2 separate regions of the Mus musculus genome follow, and region 1 is linked to region 2. A link is a contact called in public HiChIP or PLAC-seq data. All regions are on one chromosome and are shown on one strand. The core of a region is the stretch at or near the end of the contact, and the rest is flanking DNA. Distances in the headings are between cores, read along the strand shown.

Evidence for each region. HiChIP or PLAC-seq counts read pairs in DNA pulled down with a chosen protein or histone mark.
Region 1: a contact with region 2 is called in an H3K27ac HiChIP or PLAC-seq map of embryonic stem cells, with 3 times the contacts expected there. The contact joins the promoter of Rps27l here to the promoter of Pclaf in region 2. A contact is called at or near these places in 2 of 39 promoter capture datasets (3T3-L1-derived adipocytes and pre-B cells), 1 of 484 Hi-C or Micro-C datasets (B cells) and 3 of 115 datasets of contacts at active chromatin or transcription factors (embryonic stem cells and pro-B cells).

The regions. Positions count from the first base shown.
Region 1 is chr9:66,944,204-66,948,033 of GRCm38.p6, forward strand. It overlaps Rps27l (ribosomal protein S27-like), which reads left to right and starts at 1,883. Exons shown (of 4, transcript NM_026467.5): 1 at 1,883-1,977; 2 at 2,628-2,736; 3 at 3,384-3,494. The coding sequence starts at 1,972.
Region 2 is chr9:65,888,368-65,891,847 of GRCm38.p6, forward strand. It overlaps Pclaf (PCNA clamp associated factor), which reads left to right and starts at 1,956. Exons shown (of 4, transcript NM_026515.2): 1 at 1,956-2,107; 2 at 2,365-2,442. The coding sequence starts at 2,062. The region is part of intron 1 of Trip4 (thyroid hormone receptor interactor 4); the gene reads right to left.

The DNA of each region.
Region 1 (3,830 bases), core at 633-3,132, 1.1 Mb after region 2:
GTACCAACCTCCCACATTCCTTGACTCGATGTCTCCTTCCTCCATCTTCAACGTCAGTAGCAATGTCTGCTGTGGTGTTAGCACACACCTGCATCCCAGCATGCTGGACACTAAGGCAGTAGAATCAGGAGTTTGAGGCTATCTGAGGCTATATAGCAAGACCCTATCTCCAAAAATCAAAACCAAAACAAACACCGCCAACCCCCACCGCCATCCCCACCCCCACCCTATTATGGTGAAGAAACTTCATGGCCAAGGCAACTTCTAGATGGAAAGGTTTATTTAGGTTTATGGTTCCAGAACAGTAAGAATCCATCACCATCATAACACGGATGTGTGGCACCAGGTAGGCATGGCAACGGGAGCAGCAAGCTGAGAGTCACATTTTAAAGGACAAGCGTGAGGCAGAGAGCAAACTGGGAATGTAACTCTTTTAACACCTCAGAGCTGGCTTCTAGGGACATATTTTCTGCAATGAGGCCACACCTCCTAAGCCTCCTAAGCCTAAACCGCACCAACTGGGTCTCAAGTGTTCAAATGGCAGAGACTAGGGCAGGCATCTCATGCAGACTGCAGCCTTAACTGTACTCGTCAAGTAACCACAGACCATGGACATTGAGACATTGGAACTTCTAGGACCATTATTTTCCCCGTACACACATAATAATTTACATAGTTATCTATATCACCATATTTAGTATTGACTTACAGTTTATTCATTTTTGGTGTTCCAGAGATGGCCCCATATGGCTGAAGATGATCTTGAATTTCCAACCCTCCTGCCTAAACCCCAAGTGCTGGATTATAATAAGTGTGCCCCATACCCCTAGATGTATCCAGTGCTGGAAATCAAACTCGGGGTTTCTTACTTACTGGGTGAGCACTCCTCCATGAGGGAATGCGGTGTTTTAATTTTCTTCTGCTTTATGCAAATTGAGTATTATACATCTTTTTTTTTTCCCCAAATTGGTAGGACAGTCTTAGGGTCAAGCTTATAAATGGTGTATGTGTGTGTGTTTAAGCCAGGGGGTCAATATCAGGTTTCTTTCTTAGGTGCCACCTACCACGTTTTCTGAGACAGAGGCATATCAAACACAGCAGCAAATGGGATTTGTTTAAAAAACTATTTCAGAGCAAAGCAAACCGGAGGTGAAGCCTATCCGGTGCAGAACTTCAAGTCTCACTCCTTAGAAGGCACAGACACAAGACTAGAAGTTTGTTTCACAACCCGTCAGTGGGATCTTTCTAGTTAAAAATTATTTATTTAGTGGTGTTAGGGATTTAACCTAAGGCTTCATGAAGGCAAGGCAAGCATGCTATTAGCTGAGCTACACCTCCAACCCCAAAATCAGATTTTTAAATTTAATTATGAGTGTGTGTGTGCGCGCGCGCGCATAGGGAGTGCAGTGCCATAGAGATCAGAAAAGACCTGCAGATCTCCCTGGAGTTGAGTTTGAGGCAGTTTCGAACCGCCCAGCTCGGTTCTGAAAACCAAACCCAGATCGTCTGCGGGAGCAGTACACAGTCTTAACCAACACACACTCTTAAGCGCTGAGCCAGCCCCCTCCCAGGCTCGCCTATGGTGTTTGTAATACAGCGAAGAACAAAGATTATTGTTCCGTGTGTCCCCCTGTCCGCTGCCCCGCACAATGAACAGGGGAGACCAGGCTAGTTGCAGCCTCGGGTCTGGTTTCCCTCTAATGCCTAATGCCCGGGCCTCCGAAGCCCGGCCTGGGTGCAGGGCGGAGTCGGAGTTTAACGCAGAAGCCATTTAAATGTCCCTCATTGGACTTGGCCCGGCGGTCAGGGCGGGAGCCGTACCACTGAGACGGGAGCCTAGAGCGGTCGCCCCCGCCTCCACTCCTCTCCACTCCTCCCCGCCGCCTCTATCCCGGAAGTTGCTGAGGGGCGCTCGAAAGCGAGCAGTTCGTCTCGGCGACCTGGAGCGGCCGCGCTTGCGGAGCCGTCACCATGCCCGTAAGTTTTTGACTTTGGGCTCGGGCTTGCTTTCCTTCAGGCTTTCTGTTAGTCTGGCGCCTCGGCAGGCGGCTAAGCCCGCGGCGTCTCTTGCTCCTGCGGGCCGAGGCATGGCGGGCTTGTTGAGACTTGTCCGGGCGACACGGCGCGGCATGGCGTGGCGGGCCCTGTCCGGGCTCGCGTGAGTGGCCAGCCCGTGGGGTGCAGCTCCCAGCTCACCATGGGCTTCAGGGTCACTAACGGGCCTCGCAGCTTCCGACACGTTCACTCCACCCCGGGCGAGCATGCCGCAGCCCTGTGCTGGCCATTGGATGTGGAGCCCCGGGGCTGAGGTCATCCCGGCCTTGTTCTGATCTGCTGCGCTGCGGCTTCGGGGAGGCCCGAGCCAGACGCTGGTTTTTACTTAGCTTTGATGGCTACCCAGCCAAACGACAAAGGGGTTCTCTCTCCCATATGCTGCCCGAGCGCTGTAAAGTGCCAGGAAAGGACTGGCAACGTGTGGGTGAAAGTGGTCCTATCTTGAAAAGTTAGGGTCTTAAGTACCCCCTCTGCGGAGTGTGCCTGTTGCTCCTGCTTTGCGTTCCTCGTGTGATTCGGGCTGCCACCCGTGTACTGTGACTCCAGTAGTAACAATATGTTTCCTTCCACAGCTGGCTAGAGATCTGTTACACCCTTCCTTGGAGGAGGAGAAGAAAAAACATAAGAAGAAACGGCTGGTTCAGAGCCCAAATTCTTACTTCATGGATGTGAAATGTCCAGGTATAAAATTTCAAATTTCCCTGTCCTAAAGGACGTTTCAGGAAAGATTCACACTTTAATAAGTCAGGATCCACTGTTGACTAGAAATGACATTACAGAATTGTCATAAGGGTCATTTTAAAGAAACATACTCAAACCTTTGTAGAAACATATGGGAGCCAGGTAAAGGATACGTTGACTTAAGTCTTTAACTTAAGATGATCATTAAGATGATGAATTTTCTTTTTTGCAATGCAAATAAAATATATGTTGATTCTTCATTCTCAAACTGCTGTCTGATGTGTTTGCTATACCATATGTGTCTGTTTAGTACTTAACATGTGGAAATGGAAACAGAATTTAAGAGTAAAACACTACACTGAAGCTATAACTTGAAACAGATGACATGTCTGTTACATGCTGAAATGTTAACGGTTCTGGAATACTAAATTTAATGTTTCACCTTAAAAAAAACAAGTGACTTCTAGAATAATTATTGTTTACAGAATTTACAGGAAATTCTGTTAAACTTAAGTTCTGTTAAAACATCACTTAATATATAAATGACAAGTACTTTACATGCTATCAAGAAAAATGAAGAGCTGGGGCTGTGTTTTCATCTGCTTTTCAAGTTTTTAATGTATGGTTCCCCTTCCTTCCCTTTCTAGGTTGCTACAAGATTACTACAGTTTTCAGCCATGCACAGACTGTGGTTCTTTGTGTGGGTTGTTCAACTGTGTTGTGCCAGCCCACAGGAGGAAAAGCCAGGCTCACAGAAGGTATGGCTTTTTTTTTTTTTTTTTTTTTTTTTTTTTGGTTTTTAGAGACAGGGTTTCTCTGTGTAGCCCTGGCTGTCCTGGAACTCACTCTGTAGACCAGGCTGGCCTCGAACTCAGAAATCCGCCTGCCTCTGCCTCCCCAGTGCTGGGATTAAAGGTGTGCGCCACCACTGCCTGGCTGGTATGGCATTTTTAAACCTGGTAATGAGATTTTAAATGTTTTATTGTGGGCTCTTTAAAGAGTCCCCAGTTCGGGGTTAGGGAGATGGCTCCAAGGTTAAGAGCACTGACTCCTCTTTGAAAGGACTTGAGTTCAATTCCCTGTACCCACAGCTC
Region 2 (3,480 bases), core at 706-3,205:
AGATATAATGATAAGTCTTTTGGGCTGGAGAGAGCAGGGGCAAATAGAAGGAGTGGGGTCGTTTGACCAGGGTGAGGAGAGGCCCTGAATTCAATTCCCAGCAACCATCTGTACAGCTACAGTGTACTCACATACATAAAATAAATAAATCTTTAAAAAAGAAAAACAAAAACTGAAAAGAAACACTTCATTTTCATGAGGGTGAATGACAAGAATGGAATGTCTGTTGATTGACTTGTTGATTTTATGTGAGAATTTGGCAGTAATTTAACACTCCAGAGTAAGATAAACTACAGGCAATTGCTAAGATTATAATGTTAATTTAATGACTGCCTAAACCTTTTCATTATTTTCACTTGAGTTGTTTGTCTAGTTGTTTGGTTGTTCCATTTTCTTTTCTTTGTGTAGCCTTTGCCTTCCTGGAGCTGATTCTGTAGAGTTCCAGGACAGCCTTGATTCACCTGCCTTTGCCTCCTGAGGGTTGGGATTGAAGGCCTGCACCACAGCCTGGCTCCTTTTTTCTTGATGATTTATTTTATGTGCATTGATTCCCATCTTGCCTGAGTGTGTCTGTGTCAATGTGTCAGATCCCCTGGAGCTGGAGTTACAAACAGTTGTGAGCTGATATGGAGGTGCTAGGAATTGAACCTGTGTACTCCAGGGTCCCTGGAAGAGTAGCCAGTTCTCTTAACTGCTGAGTTACCTCTCCAGCTCCTGTTTTTTCGGTCTAGCTCTTTCCTTTCCTTCCTTCCTTTCTTTTTTTAAATAAACGATTTATTTTAATTTTATGTGTATTGGCATTTTGCCTGCCTGCATGTCTGTGTGAGGGTGCCAAGTCACTTGGAGCTTGGTTACTGCCATGAATGAACTGCCATGCTAGTGCTAGGAATTGAACTGGGTTCCTCTGAAAAAGCAGCAATACTCTCAACTACTGTGCCCCTTTTCTTTTCTTCCTTTCTATATTTTTTTCTTTTTTCTAAAATATTGTGATCTAGCCCAGACTGGCAAGGAACTCACAATTTCCCAGTCTCTCTGCCTCCTCAGGGCTGAGATTACAAGGTGCAGTAGGCCTGGCTTTAAAATCTTTAAATTGAATATACTATTAATTGTTGATTTGGTTAAGGCCCTGAATAGATTTCATTGCTGTTCAAGCATAATTCACTGCAGAAAAGTAGTTCTGTAACATGCTGAAGGGTCATCTTTTAAACAAGCATTAACAGACAGCATTCTGCAGCAAGCACATACGGTTTTGTTTCGTGCATGGCATTCAGAACAAACACAAATTCTTAGGAATATTGTAATTTGAAATATGGGTCAGACAATATGATCTCTTTTTTGCAGGGTTATCCTCACGTGGGTTGGTGCTGTGACCCTTTTACATTTGGCATTTAAAAAATTCTTTGGCCATGTTTTTTAAATTTTATTTACTTATTTTTATATGTGTATGGACAATTTGTCCTAATTTTTTGTCTCATGCGATCTGAAAACGGTTTTTAAAACACTGTAAACTAAATAAACTAAATTGAGTTTTCCTTTCTCCCGCCTCAGAAAGTTGTTTTAGAACACAGTAGGGTTCATCCTTAGGATACTAAACTTTAGTTATGATTTACATAGAAAAGTCCACTTAATTTTCACTTTCAGTGTTTAATTATCATGGATTTAACTCTGGTAACTTTTGAAGAAATTTTACAATCCCTATCTCTACTTGGTTTTATTTTGGCTAGTTCACAACCTATCTACCTCACCTCCATACTTCGTGCCCCCCTCTTCCCCCACCCAGAGTCCTAGCACCGCCTACCAGGGAGGTACAAATCACGACCACTGGGGCTGATGGACTGACTGGCCAGCAAAACCTTAAGTCTCGAGGCTGTCACTGCTGGACGCTGTCAATTGGTCCAGAGTGAAGGCGCGGAACCAATAAGAATCGAGGTTCTCAAGCGCTTGGAGCGCGCGGGAAAGAGACCCATTTAAACGGTGGCGGGAACATCATTTTCGGGTTCTTCTCTAATTGAGACATCTGCAGTTGGGGTGACGGTGAAAGTTGTCTCTTCTTGTGTGAACATGGTGCGGACCAAAGCAAACTACGTTCCAGGAGCCTACAGAAAAGGTAAATGATGCAGCGAGGTGGCAGGGGGTTCCCTAGGCAGCCTGTCCAGGGGTGGAGACGCCCATGGCTGCCTCCCATTGAGCAGCTAGAAGGCAGGCTCCCGGCCCTCACTGCTAATAAGCTGCAGAGAACAGGCAAGGTCGTTTGCTGCTGTTCATCTCCCTCCTCTTTACTGGCCTGGGACTGTTGTAGAACAAAGCTCGGGGATCCGAACCCTCCTGCCTTTTCTGAACGCCCCTATTTATCTCTCTCTGCAGCGGTGGCTTCTCAAGCCCCTAGGAAGGTGCTTGGCTCCTCCACCTTTGTCACCAATTCTTCAAGTTCGTCGAGAAAAGGTAGGAAGGGTCGTGGAAGCTTCTGAAGTAACACCCCGAGAGCATCAGGCCGGGCAAGGCAGTACTAACCTGTGTGGTCCTGACCCGCGGTGGATTTATTTTTACTTAGTTTCCTTCCTCTGGAATTTGTTTCCGTTGACATTCTCACACCTAAATTTCTTTCTCGCCCTCTAAGGGAGCCTTAGTCTTTCAGCAGGCTTGGATGGGGGTGAGGGTCCAATGGAAAATTCATGTCTTGGTGGTGAGGGGCAGTATATTTTTAAACTTTTTTTTTTCTTTTCTGAATGGTGTTTTAAAAATTGTTAACAGTTACTATTTTCTTGGAGGCTACTTAAGTGTCTCCTCATTAGATTTATGGTGATGATTGACTGTACTACCGCGTTTCCGGTTGGGGGATGTATGTGAGTGTCTGTTTGACCATGCATGCAATCTTTGGGAACTGAACCCTGGGCCTTCCTTGCCCATGTTGAACAAGTACCCTACCGCTGAGCTAACCACACTGCCCCAGATTGGTTTGCTTTTGTCTCTGCTTTTCCCTCCTCCTCTACTCCCCAGTTCTTCCCCTATCCGACCTTCCTTTTTAACTCTCTCCTCCCTTTTGTTCTCCCTCCTTCCCTCCCTTTTCCTTCTTCCAAGGTCTCATGTAGCCCAGGCTGGCCTCAACATTTTTATGTACAAAGAACACCTTTGAACTCCAGATCCTTCTGCCCTCCATCTCCCCACTGCTGGAATAACACACACACACACACACACACACGTTCTCATGTAATTCAGGGTAGCCCCAAACTTGTTACGTAGCTAAAGCTGGCCTTCAACTTCTGATCTCTCTGTCTTTAAGATCTTCAATTTAGGGGATTAGCAGGTCAAACTTGGGTTTCCAGGATTGTAGGTGAGATTCACCATTCTCCTGTTATATTTTTTAAAGGGGCAATTTTCTCTGAATTTTGATTTTACATTCCTATATTAAAATATAACCAGGAATGGTATTTTTCTTATGCAAAGGAGCCAGCAGCTTTGAAAAGTAGGATTTACTCTTAT